2 separate regions of the Canis lupus genome follow, and region 1 is linked to region 2. The links are chromatin contacts, called in public Hi-C maps. All regions are on one chromosome and are shown on one strand. The core of a region is the stretch at or near the end of the contact, and the rest is flanking DNA. Distances in the headings are between cores, read along the strand shown. Region 1 overlaps IFNGR2 (interferon gamma receptor 2). Region 2 has its middle 27 kb from the start of IFNAR2.

What was found. Hi-C and Micro-C count contacts between places; a contact is called where the count stands out from the background.
Region 1: a contact with region 2 is called in a Hi-C map of blood, with 5 times the contacts expected there. The contact joins two enhancer-like sites. A contact is called at or near these places in 4 of 9 Hi-C or Micro-C datasets (amygdala and blood).

What each region holds. Positions count from the first base shown.
Region 1 is chr31:28,629,379-28,635,940 of UU_Cfam_GSD_1.0, reverse strand. It overlaps IFNGR2 (interferon gamma receptor 2), which reads right to left. Exons shown (of 7, transcript XM_038581382.1): 5 at 6,475-6,562; 6 at 5,926-6,083; 7 at 638-1,328. The coding sequence ends at 1,188. Among named protein-coding and RNA genes, the nearest start is that of IFNGR2, 36 kb to the right of the region's middle. Within about 2 kb of position 2,135, at least 4 of the 20 cell types and tissues checked have an H3K27ac peak or open chromatin away from gene starts, as enhancers often do. A contact at or near this core is called in blood, where this site is marked.
Region 2 is chr31:28,415,656-28,422,003 of UU_Cfam_GSD_1.0, reverse strand. No RefSeq gene overlaps it. Among named protein-coding and RNA genes, the nearest start is that of IFNAR2, 27 kb to the left of the region's middle. Within about 2 kb of position 4,738, at least 5 of the 20 cell types and tissues checked have an H3K27ac peak or open chromatin away from gene starts, as enhancers often do. A contact at or near this core is called in blood, where this site is marked.

The DNA of each region.
Region 1 (6,562 bases), core at 886-3,385, 220 kb before region 2:
ACATGTAACTACACATCCATTTCCCAAATGTCAAGGGTCCCAGAAATGGATTTTCAATCCAAAGCCTTTGAACCAAAGAACCTGTCAATACTTCCCTCATCAGAAGAGTGCAATGCCCCGTGGGTATCACTGTTGTCCATCAGCGAATTCTCTTTACTGTCTACAAGCCCCTGCCTTGGTCAACACACAACTCCTAAAAAGTGAAGTGCTCATGCAGCTTCTGAAAGTGCCCTTTAGGGCAGCCCGGGTGGCTCAGCAGTTTAGCACCGCTTTCAGCCCAGGGTGTGATCCTGGAGACCCGGGATCGAGTCCCACGTCAGGCTCCCTGCATGGAGCCTACTTTTCCCTCTGCCTGTGTCTCTGCCTCTCTCTCTCTCTCTCTGTGTCTCTCATGAATAAATAATAATAATAATAATAATAATAATAATAATAATAATAAATAAAGTGCCCTTTATACCTGCCTAAGGAACCAAGGGATGCACGCAGACTGTTCCCTCTGAGTGATCATGAGGCCTTGGTAGCTCCACTGGGTATCACTTAAGAAAACGAAAATGCAGATATAGTGATTTTTAGGAGTTGGAACTTTGCAGAAAATAAAGAAGGCCAAAATAAAGTGGAAAGCAGCACAACATTCACATTGACTTGTAAAAAGTTAATTACACAATCTTTTATTCCCTAGCCTGAAAAAAAAAAAAGGCTTAAATCGCAGGATAATATTTACAGGACTAATCACATTTTAAGCTGAGAGACTGGATATGAAGAAGGGCCACTCATTGTCCCTTGTTGGGACAGGCTGGGACAGACAGGTTATGTGATCTGCTCGAGGGGTCCAGTCAAGGAGAGGACCCCGTGTCCCGGCTGCCAATGAGCAAAACATCAGGTGTGTCAGAGCCATTTTGCTGACAAATAATTGCATGGCTTTTTAGTGTTTAAGAGAAATCTTAATTTTTCTGGGATATCTCTGTATAATAATTCTGGAAACTTGTATGATTAGAAAACCCTTAGTTTAAAGGAAAAAAAAAATAAGTGTGCCTCCCCCATGAGACCTGTTACATCTTCCAAAGCACCATCGGGCTTCTGGGGGCAGGACTATGGAATGCAGGGCTCCGTAAAGTCCTGACAGGAACGTCAGCAGCTTCAATGGCTCAGAGCTCTCATCCCACAGGCTGGCTGACTGGACCAGAGTTTTAGTTCAAAGTGCTTTGGAGAACATCTTCTCGCTCCTTCTCTGGAAACGAAACTATGGACACAGAGTCCCAGGCGTCATCCTTTGGCGAGCTGTCCTTGTCCAGGGCCTCTAAGATAGGCTGGCTTGGGTCCTTTAAATACTAGAAAAGGTTGAAAACCAACATTGTTATTAGTTTTATCAGTTCAAAAGAGCAGACCTTCCACTTGACTCTTAGCTGCGGCGGCACAGGCCTATTTTCCCTAGGTGTGCGATCCTATGCTGACCACCATTACCACAACTTCTAAAACAAGAGAAGCTTGGCACCTGGGTGACTCAGTGGTTGAACATCTGCCTTTGACTCAGGTCATGATCCCGGGGTCCTGGGATGGAGTCCCACATCAGGCTCCTGCAGGGAGCCTGCTTCTACCCCTGCCTATGTCTCTGTCTCTCTCTCTGGGTCTCTCATGATAAATAAATAAAATCTTAAAAACCAATCAATCAAACAAACAAGAACACCCTTCACATCAGTAGTAACCTGAACACGAATCCAAGGGCCAACCAAGATCACACCAGAGCTCGGGAGAAGCGAGGCCTGACTTGCTGCACTTGCTGCAGGCTCGGGGGTGGCTCTTCCCAAAACGTCTCTGGAATTCGGAGGATGTGGGGCATCTGGTTCACTCATTAAAGGGGAAGAGAGGGAAAGTTCGCCAGGTTTTCCTCAGCCCCTCCACTCTGGTTGCTTCTGTTTCACACAACACACACGGAGCAGAGAGCAGAGAAGTGGGGCGCTGGGCCGGGGAGAGACGGAGAGGGGCCTCATGAGGTCTCTATCTGCCCTTCCCCTCCCACCCCTGCTCTAGGCTGAGCCATCATTTCACTGCTGAGTGACCCAGAAACCCATGCCTTGCTCTTGGACGTGCCAAGAGACACTGCAACACACAGTGAGCTGAGAGCTTACTCATGACGAGAACATAAACCAATCATGTGCACTTCTGAAACCTCAAAAATATGAGTGAAACCTGATTCACTCTTCTCATGTAACTTCAGTGCCCTTTGATACATATTTTTCACACTTTCCCAGGAAAGTGAACTGAAACTCTGTTTTAGAGCCACACCCCACAGGAAAAACTAGTAGTAAATTCACTTCCTAGCGACCTGCTGGTTGTTCTACTGTGAGGGAGAGACAAATGCAAGGAAGATTCTGAGTCCCACTGAAGGCTGTTATTTTGTGAAAATATTAACCAGGGAAGGTTGGGGGTTGTGTGTGTGTGTGTGTGTGTGTGAGTGAGAGAGAGAGAGAAAGAGAGAGAGAGAACTCACTTAATATGAGTTCTACCCTCTTAATAAAAATTTTAAAAGATTTTACTTATTTATTCATGAGAGACAGAGGCAGAGACACAGGCAGAGGGAGAAGCAGAATCCATGCAAGGAGCCCGATGTGGGACTCGATCCCACGACCCCGGGATCATGCCCTGGGCTAAAGGCAATGCTAAACTGCTGAGCCACCTGGGCTGCCCTCTTAATAAATTTCTAAGTGCACAATGCGGTACCAACTATAGGCACGATGAGGTACAGCAGATCTCCAGGACTTACTCATCGTGCGTAACTGGAACTTCAGACCCAATGAACAGCATCCCCTCGAGCCCCTCTTCCCTGGCCCCTGGCAACCACATTCCACCCCCTGCTTCTTTTTTTTTTTTTTTTTCCCAAGATTCCATTTATTTATTCATGAGAGACACAGAGAGGCAGAGACACAGCAGAGGGAGAAGCAGGCTCCACGCAGGGAGCCGACATGGGACTCGATCCCGGGTCCCCAGGATCACTCCCCAGACTGAAGGCGGCGCTAAACTGCTGAGCCACTGGGGCTGCCCTCCACCCCTGCTTCTGATGTAGGAACGAGTTAGGGGCAGACAGGGCGAGGCAAGGAAAGATTAGGGAAAGGCCCCAGAGTCAGGCTCCTACCAATCCCAAGAAAACAGAGATAAGACAGAAACAGGAAAAATAAACCTGGTTCCCTGGTTCCAAAATGTTAGGGGGTACCGCCCCTTCTAATGGTTACTAAGCAATCACAGAAATATGCCATTAAAGTGTTATTAATAGTCCCTGCTCAGGGACAGCTCAGTGATTTAGCGCCTGCCTTCAGCCCAGGGCTTGATCCTGGGGTCCCAGGATCGAGTCCCACGTCGGGCTCCCTGCATGGAGCCTGCTTCTCCCTCTGCCTGTATCTCTGCCTCTCTCTCTCTCTCTCTCTCTCTCTCATGAATAAACACATTTAAAAAAATATTTAAAAATAGTCCCTGCTCAAACCAAGACTGCATAAGAACCTCAAGGCCATGGGCTACCGGACTAGGTTCACTGAAATCCCAGATGTAGACAAATGTTATGGAGGAGATGTTAACCAGAGAGAAGGGAGCACCTTGTTTGGGCTCATGATATTTACAAAAACATCTTGTTTGTTATTATGATAGTTACAAGTCCACCTGTTTGTTCTAAATATCCACCCTGGTAGGGACAAGAAATTTACCAAGCACCCTGGTCAGTTTCCTATAAAAGAGGGACGTGAAGGCCCCCACTGGCCACCCTGTGGGGAGCTTTCCCTGTATGTCTGCTTAATAAACTTCTGTCACTTGGCTCACTCCCAAGACTCTCATGTCCATGAGATTCATTCTTTGACTTTGTCAGACAAGATCCAAGCTCTCCCGTATCACTTCTATGACGCTGACTACTCTGGAGGCCTCATGTGCCTGGAATCATGCAGGATCTGCATGGAGGTTCTAGGAGGGAATTTACCATGTAACTTGTCATTCATTCATTCATTCATTCATTCATTCATTCATTCATTCATTCATTCATGAGAGACACACAGAGAGGCAGAGACACAGGCAGAGGGAAAAGCAGGCTCCCCATGGGGAGCCTGATGCGGGACTCGATCCTGGGGCCCCTGGATCATGACCTGAGCTGAAGGCAGACGCTCAACCACTGAGCCACCCAGGGGCCCCTGAACATGTAATTTGTATTATGTCTGTGTACTTTAAATACCCCGACAAGGGAAGGAAGATGAGGGACTACAGTGTGGGACCCAGGAAATTAAACAAAATCCCCTACCCCTGGACAAGCAGAGCAGGACTGACTCTAGTTTGGGCTGCACCCGCCTTGTGCTGACCTGCTTATTACTGAGGGCACTACCCCGCCCTAGTCAGACCAGGGCACACCCTAACCAGAAATCCGGTTCAGCGGACCAGCATGACTGCGCAACTCTCTGCGTATCCCATTGGCCACTGGCCCCTATAAAGTTGCTAAGCCTCTTAGTCTCGGGGTCCAAGTCCCTGCTCCGCTGCGTCGGGTACACTTGGACCCAGGCTCGAGCTTGTAAATAAACCTTCGTGTGCTTGCATCGGTGTCGGCTCCTTGGCGGTTTCTCGGATTTGTGATCTTGGGCACAACATATAGCTCTTTCTGGAAGCACTGCTCTTTCTCCGCAAACTTGGACTTTATCTAACGCCTACTCTGTCGAGGTGTAACAGAGTGCGATTCTGTTTCCAGTACCTTTGCCCCGATTTTGCTGCCAATAAATTTCCAGAAGCAAATCCTTTTAAATGATCTTCTGTTGGCTCACTTCTGACCCTAAGCGTGTCCCCCATGGTGTCCTCGGAGGGCCAGGCCACCTCAGAGCCTCGGGGCGGGTGGGGCTGTGCAGGAAATCCACTGTCCCACGAGACCCCGTCCACCCTCCTTCCTCAGGTCTTTCAAAATACCAGTAACATCCAGGGAGCTCTCGGCGTGCAAGGCTCTGTACTCACAGCCCTGGGTGCATTTGCCCTAGAATCCTTCTAAGTGCACACATCTGACCCACAGCCCATGCTCTAGACCCCTGTCTTTGCCACCTCCCTATCCTCTGCCAGGCTCCCTGGGGGCTTTCTCCTAAAGGCATGGGGCTCATGTGCCAATTTCTTGGCCAGGCCAGGAACTGGCTACCTTTTTTCACCAACTTCATGCCATTAAAAAAGTGTTTTAAATCGCGGGAAAATACACATAACATAGAAGTTACATCTTAACCGCTTTTAAGTGTACGACTCAGTAGCATAAAATACGTTCACACGGCTGTACAACCCTCACCACCATCTCTGGAACTGTTTTTATTTTACAAAACTAAAATATCATCCCCATGAAAGACTAACTCCCCACTTCTTCCTCCCTGCCCAGACCCTGGTACCCGCCACTCTACTTTGAATGGCCTCTATGAATTTGACTCCTCCAAGTATCTTATAGAAGTGGAATCACACAGTATTTCTCTTTTTTGTGACCGGTTTAATATCTACCATAATATCCTCAAGGTCCATTCACGTTGGGTCAGAAACTCCTTCCTTTTTATGGCTGAATAACATTTCACTGTATGGATAGACAACATTTTGCTTATCCATTCGTCCAGTGACGGAAACTTAGGTCGCTTGCACCATTTGGCTGTTGTGAATAATGCTGCTATGAACCCGGGTGTACAAATAACCCTTCTAAAAATAGGCTTCATGCCCAGCGCAGAGCCCAACGTGGGGCTTGAACTCACAACCATGAGCTCAAGACCTGAGCCAAGATCAAGAGCGGGATGTTCAACCAACTGAGCCACCCAGGCACCCCTGCCCTATACCACTTTTTAACTCAACTCTCTATGCCCATGGCTTTGTCCCCTGCCATACCCTTAGGCATTACCAGGGGGGCCGTGGAGTGCTAAGATGTCACCCACTAGACATGTGCATACGTACCTCTTCTATTTGTAATGGGATGGTTGGCGGAGAGTGAAACCAGTATTTTATCAGGCCTTTGTATTTCAGGACCAGGAAGAAACAGGCCCCTGCCAGTGCCAACAGCAACAGAAAGATTCCCACGGCAATTATGATGATTTGCTGAAGCTTGGTAGTGGCTAAGAAGAGGACACAAAAGTGAACAAGAGGCTCATCCCACACGGGAAATAAATATCAGGTCATTCTTGATCTACCAACTGCTTAGAGGCTTCACTGTCCTCATGAAATGGACACATACTGTCCCTCCTCCACCCAGCCTCACATGCCTGAATGAGTAGCTAGTAGAGGCAATCCTAAAATCAAGCAAGCACCGTTAGCTGTTTGGGGCTGTTATTACTGTCGATCTCAGCTTCTCCTTCCTTCTCAGCAAGGAGATTGTCCTTGCTTCTTGCCCTTCTCTCTGGGTATCCCCACTCCTACGTCCCTCCACCTAGTAAGCCATCCCTGATTTCACTACTTGGGGAGGATTCTTGTCCCAGCTCAGAAAGGCCGTGAGGTGTCCTACGTTACCATCTGCTGCTGTTTCGTAGCAAGATACGTTGCTTAAATGTCCGAGTCTAGAGAGCTTTGAAACTGTCCAAACCAGTTGCGCCTTGAC
Region 2 (6,348 bases), core at 3,489-5,988:
CATTCCACTCCACTCCATTCCATTTCCATTCCTTCTTTTTCTGTAATGCTGTCTGAGACTCACTGAAGTGATTTCACAACCCAGCTCCAAAGTGCAGTTTAGAAAACGTTGATTTGGAGAGACGAACAGGAAACCCACAGCCCACTGTAAGCAAAGTACAATTAAAAATCGAATCTTCTTTAAAAAAAATCAAAAAATCAAAACCTTCTTAAAAAATTTAGAAAAAATAAAATCTTAAGTTCTTTATGGATTTTGGATTCTAGCCCTTTATCAGATAAACATTTATAAATATCTTCTCCATTCCATAGGTTGCCTTTTAGTTTTGTCGACCATTTGCTGTGCAAAAGCTTTTTATCTTGATGAAGTCCCAATGGTTCATTTTTGCTTTTGTTTCCCTTGCCTTTGGAGACATGTCTAGTAAGAGGTTGTTCCGGCCAAATTCAAAGGTTGCTGCCTGTGTTCTCTTCAACCTCAACACCCAAAAGCCAAAAAAATCCAGTCAAGAAATGGGCAGAAGACATGCACAGACATTTCACCAAAGAAGATATACAAATGGCCAACAGACACATGAAAAAATGTCCTGTATCACTCAGCATCAAGGAAAGACAAATCAAAACCACAATGTGATACCACCTCACACCAGTCAGAGTGACTAAAGTTAAAAACTCAGGAAACAACTGATATTTGTGAGGGTGTGGTGAAAAGGAAACCCTCACATGGTTGGTGGGAATGCAAAGTGGTGTAGCTACTGTAGGAAACAGTACAGAGTTTCCTCAAAAAGTTAAAAATAGAGCTACTCTCTGACCTAGCAATTGCACTACTAGGTATTTATCCAAAGGGTACAAACATAGTGATTTGAAGGGGCACCTGCACCCCAATGTTTATAGCAGCAGTGTCCACAATAGCCAAACTATGGAGAGCCCAGATGTCCATCGACAGATGAATGGATAAAGAAGATGTGGTCTATATATATGATGGAATTTTTTTCTTTAGATTTTATTTATTTATTTATGAGAGACAGAGAGAGGCAGAGACATAGGCAGAGTGAGAGGCAGGCTCCCTGTGGGGAGCCTGATGTGGGACTCAATCCTCGGACTCCAGGATCACATCCTGAGCCAAAGGCAGCTCAACCGCTGAGCCACCCAGGCATCCCTATGTAGTGAAATGTTACTCAGTCATCAAAAAGAATGAAATCTTGCTATTTGCAACAACATGGATGGAACCAGAGTGTATTATGCTAAACAAAATAGGATTTAAGAAACAAAACAGATGAACATAGGGGAATAGAAGGAAAAATGAAATAAGATGAAAATAGAGAGAGAGGCAAACCATAAGGGATTCAACTGTAGGAAACAAACAGGGTGGCTAGAGGGGAGGAGGGTGGGCAGATGGGGTAACTGGGTGACAGGCATTAATTATAGACACGTGATGTAATGAGCATTGGGTGTTATATTCAACTAATGAATCATTACACTTTACCTTGGAAACTAATAATACACTATATGCTAATTGAATTGAATTTATTTTTTGTTTTTTTTTTAATTAAAAATTGTTTTTGAATTGAATTTAAATAAAAAAAATTTAAAAATCAAAACTTCTTAAGGTCAGCTTAGCTATGCCAATACAGCAAGGGGCCCGCTCGTGTCAGCACCTCCAGCAGACTCCGAGGCCCTGCGTCACCCCATTGGTACCCCACTGTGGGAGGTGGCTGTGTGTCAGAGCTGGCGCTGGGGCTCCACTCATGCTTACAGCACACCCTGCGGCCCCCTCTGCTTCAAAGCCCCATTCCCAAGCAGCCTGTGGGCCTTCCATGCTTCCCTCAAAGTCAGCATTTTCCCAAACTGCAGCTTGGGACCTAGTAGTTCATGAAACCAATTTAGTGAGTCTCAGACATCATTAGAAAAAAAAATGGAATGGAATGGAATAGAAGAAAGAAAGCAGAATAGAAAATAGCACAGCACACTGTACATAATAATGATAAATATCGAACTGTTTCAGGTGTGTGCATTGCATGAAGTGTATGTGTGGTGTGTATGGGATGTGTGTATGTGCGGTGAATGATACATGTGGTGTGTGGTGTATATGTGGTGAATGGTGTGGGCAGTACGTGGTGCATGTGCCTGGTGTGTAGTATGTGTGGTGTGTGCGTCATGTAGTATGTGTGTGATGAATGGTGTGTGTGGTATGTGGCGTGTGTGTGTAATGTGTAGTATGTGTGTGGTGTGTATGGTGTATGTGTGCGTGTAGTATAAGTGTAGTGAAGGGTGTGTATGGTATGTGGTGTGTGTGTATGTTATGTGTGTATGTATGTGTGATGTGTCTGTGTGTATGTGACGTGGATGTAATGGGTTGTAATCAGAAGTGCCTTTTTTTATTTTAAAGTTTAGGAAAGTCTCATTTTTAAAAAAAGATCTTATTTATTTATTCATGAGAGACACACACAGAGAGAGGCAGAGACACAGGCAGAGGGAGAAGCAGACTCCATGCAGGGAGCCCGATGCGGGACTCGATCCAGGACACCGGGCTCACGCCCTGAGCCGAAGGCAGATGCTCAACCACTGAGCCACCCCGGCGTCCCAGGAGTGGCTTTACCCCAAGGCTGAAGCATGAACTTCAGGGCTGCAAGCCCCCTTGCAAAGCCCTGTCCCTATTTTCCCTATTAGGGTATTTGTAATGCCATATTGTATTGTTTATTGTATTGCTGTCCTTTCTTTTTTCTTTTTTTAAAATATTTTATTTATTTATTTATTTTTTTGAGAGGCAGAAGGAGCATGCACATGTGTGCTGAGGGGCAGAGGGAGAAGCAGACTCCCCGCTGAGCAGGGAGCCTCGATCCCAGGACCCTGAGAGCATGACGTGAGCCGAAGGCAGACACTTCACCACCTGAGTCACCCAGGCGCCCCCTCATACGTGGTTAGGGAGGGAGGGAGGGGCGGGGGCGGGGGCGGGAGGGAGGGAGGGTGGGAGGGATGGGGAGGGAGGAGGAAGGAAGGAAGGAAGGGGAGGAAGGACGGCAGGAAGGAGGAACGGGGGGAGGGTGAGGGAGGGAGGGAGGGAGGAGGAGGGGAGGGGGAGGGAGGGTCTTGGAAGGGAGGGAGGATCCTTCCTTCTTCCTTCCTTCATTCCTTCCTTCCTTCCTCTTTTCTTGTCTCTTTCTTTCTTTATTTATTTATTTCTGTCGTTCTTCTTTCTTTCTTTCTTTCTTTCTTTCTTCTTTCTTCTTTCTTTCTTTCGATTTTATTTATTTATTCATGACAGACACAGAGAGTGAGAGGCAGAGACACAGGCAGAGGGAGAAGCAGGCCCCATGCAGGGAGCCTGACGTGGGTCTCTATCCCGGATCTCCAGGATCACACCCTGGGCTGCAGGCGGTGCTAAACCGCTAGGCCACCGGGGCTGCCCCTCATACTGTTTTTCTTAGGGTTGGATAAGCTTCCCTCCCCTCAAACTCTGGACCTCCTCTGGTTGTGGTGGGGCATGTTTCACTTCCTGTGGGTTGTAGGCAAAGATAAAAAATACAAAATCCCATGCTCTCACTCGCTTTCCACCCAGCAGCCGGCAACATTTTGCCAAAATGCAAATTCCATCCCTCTGCCCCCTTGCATACGGGCTTCTGGGGCTCCCATCATCCTTGGGGTGAAATGCAGACTCCTCCACGGGGCTTCTGGGCTCCCATCATCCTTGGGGTGAAATGCAGACTCCTCCACGGGGTGAAGGCCAGCTGTTCTCGTCCCCACTTCCTGCTCCCGTCTTTGGGTCACTCCTCCTCCCATCCTCTGCCCTGCTGGGCTAACTTAGCGTCCTCCCTTGACCTCTGTTTTCCCTGGTCCCTGTGGGGGTGTGCGTGCAAATGCTTTTCCCTGTCCCTGGAAGACCCTCAACCTCCTCTTTTCTGGTCCCTCCTTCCCTTCCTGGACTCTGCTTATCTGTCCCTTCCTCCAGGAAGCCTCTTGCTTCCGGAATATGGGCAGGATGACCCTCCCTAAAGCCTACAGCACCCTGTATTTCTGTCATAACAGCACTGTGACACCACGTAGAGGGTTTCCTTGTCCCTGGGCTCTGTTTTCCCAGCTCATCCCGTGCAGACCACACAGCACCACCGACTGAGCTCCTACACAACACGGGCACTGCGGCGTGCTCCTGACATACTGAGTCATGTGCTCACCCCAACCCTGAGAGTCAGGAGCTGTTAGCACCTTCCCCCCTTGGTAGGTGAGAAAACCGAGGTGCAGAGAGGATAAGTAACTTGCTCAAAGTTACACACACAGTAAGTGGTGAATCCAGGATTCTAACCTTGGAGTCCGGCTCCAGAGCCCTTTTTGTCACCATGATGTAGAAGGCATTCAACAAGACAACTGGTTACATGGGCTGTTAAGAGAAACCGAAAACTTAAAAGCTATGTGTAAGCTTAGCTGGTCTTTAAAGAGGGTGGATCATGTTAAAAAGAAGGTTCAGGTGAGCCCCTAGATGGGGTGCAAAGTAACAGGTGGCATGGGGCCTGGGGAGACCTGGATTTCCCTGTATACATCCACCATAGTGCCATGTGGGCTGGAGGCCCAGGGTTGAGAAGGAGGCTTGTGGGGAGGCCCAGGATTGAGAAGGAGGCTCCAGTGGAGTGGACATGATGTGGGAGAAGGAGACGGAGAAAGAGAGAGCTCAGGCACGAGAGAGCTACTCCCCCACCCAGCCCTTGCAGATCACAGGAAAAGCCAAAATCTTAAAGCACGTATTTTGAGGTTGTTTCCTGTGGGTTAAGTGATGTAATCCCTGAGCTCTACCCTTCCTCCCCCCCACCTCCCCCCCTTACAATATGCTATTTTCCAGAGCGGTCATAATGCTTTTTTGCATATGAGTGGATTCACTTGGCAGAGCTTAAAGAAGCCCTGAGATCATGCTGGGGTACAGAGAGGGAGAGTCTAAGAACACAGGTCCAGTGGGCTCTCATCCTGGGTCATGGTACTGAAAGACCCAAACCAATCACACTTTGGTCTCCAAAGGGAAAGGGGCCCCAGCTGACTTCCGGGATCTAGAGATGAACGGCTGGGTCAATCAGTGCTGATTCAGAACTATTTTCTTATTTCATTAGAACTGCCCCTGTCCCCTAGACCTGAGGGGTGTGGAAAGGCTTGCTGGCCTCTGGATCCAGACTCTGGCTTTCAATCTCTTTAAAAAATAACTGTGTCAGGGCAGCCCCGGTGGCCCAATGGTTTAGCACCACCTTTGGCCCGGGGTGTGATCCTGGAGACCCAGGATCGAGTCCCACATCGGGCTCCCTGCATGGAGCCTGCTTCTCCCTCTGCCTGTGTCTCTGCCTCTCTCTCTCTCTCTGTCTGCCATGAATAAAAAAAAAAAAAACAAAAAACAAAAAACTGTGTCAAATGTCCTGACGTGCTCACTAAGTACAAGCGCACTTTAAACAAAGAATCCTATTTTATTTTATTTTTTTGAAGATTTTATTTATTTATTCACCAGAGACACACACAGAGAGAGGCAGAGACACAGGCAGAGGGAGAAGAAGGCTCCATGCAGGGAGCCCGATGTGGGACTCGATCCTGGGACCCCAGGATCATGACCTGACCCAAAGGCAGACGCTCAACTGCTGAGTCACCCAGGCATCCCAGAATCCTATTTTAAGCAAATAATTGGTTCTTTCCTGGTCACATCCTGGTCACATGACCACCAGTGGTGGTCACGGTGTATAAAATGCATAAGGAAGTATATACAGTAATTTTCTTTTCTTTTTTTTTAAAGATTTTATTTATTTATTCATGAGAGGCAGAGACATAGGCAGAGGGAGAAGCAGGCTCCCTGAGGGGAGCCCAATGTGGGACTTGACCCCAGGACCCCATGATCACGCCCTGAACCGAAGGCAGAGGCTCAACCACTGAGCACTCAGGTGTCCTTATACAATAATTTTCAAATGACATTTATTTGCAATGAACTGATTATAGGGTAGGACAACTGCTTACTATTCAGTGCACTTGTTCATCCTTAAGACAACTCTTTAGACACTGAGTCGACTACATTTAAAGACTGCTGGGTGAGGTATGTGGTGAGTCTAGGGGCCACTTAGCCTGATCCCTCAAGATGCCTCTATTGTCCTTGTTCCAGCTCTGAGGCTCTAAGTCAGGGTGGACCAGACAAGGCTCCGTTGCAGGGAGCAGAGCATGCTCCCCTGCAGTCAGATGGCAGTTGTCTAACTGAAAGATTGGTGAGGCACACCAGTCCCTGCACGACTCCAGGCTGGCCAAGCAGCTGAACTGCCCAGCCTTGGGTGTATGAAGCGGCAGTAAGAGAAGGGGACATCAGAAGGGAGGAGAGAGTTTTTGAGACTGGGTTGGAGGACGT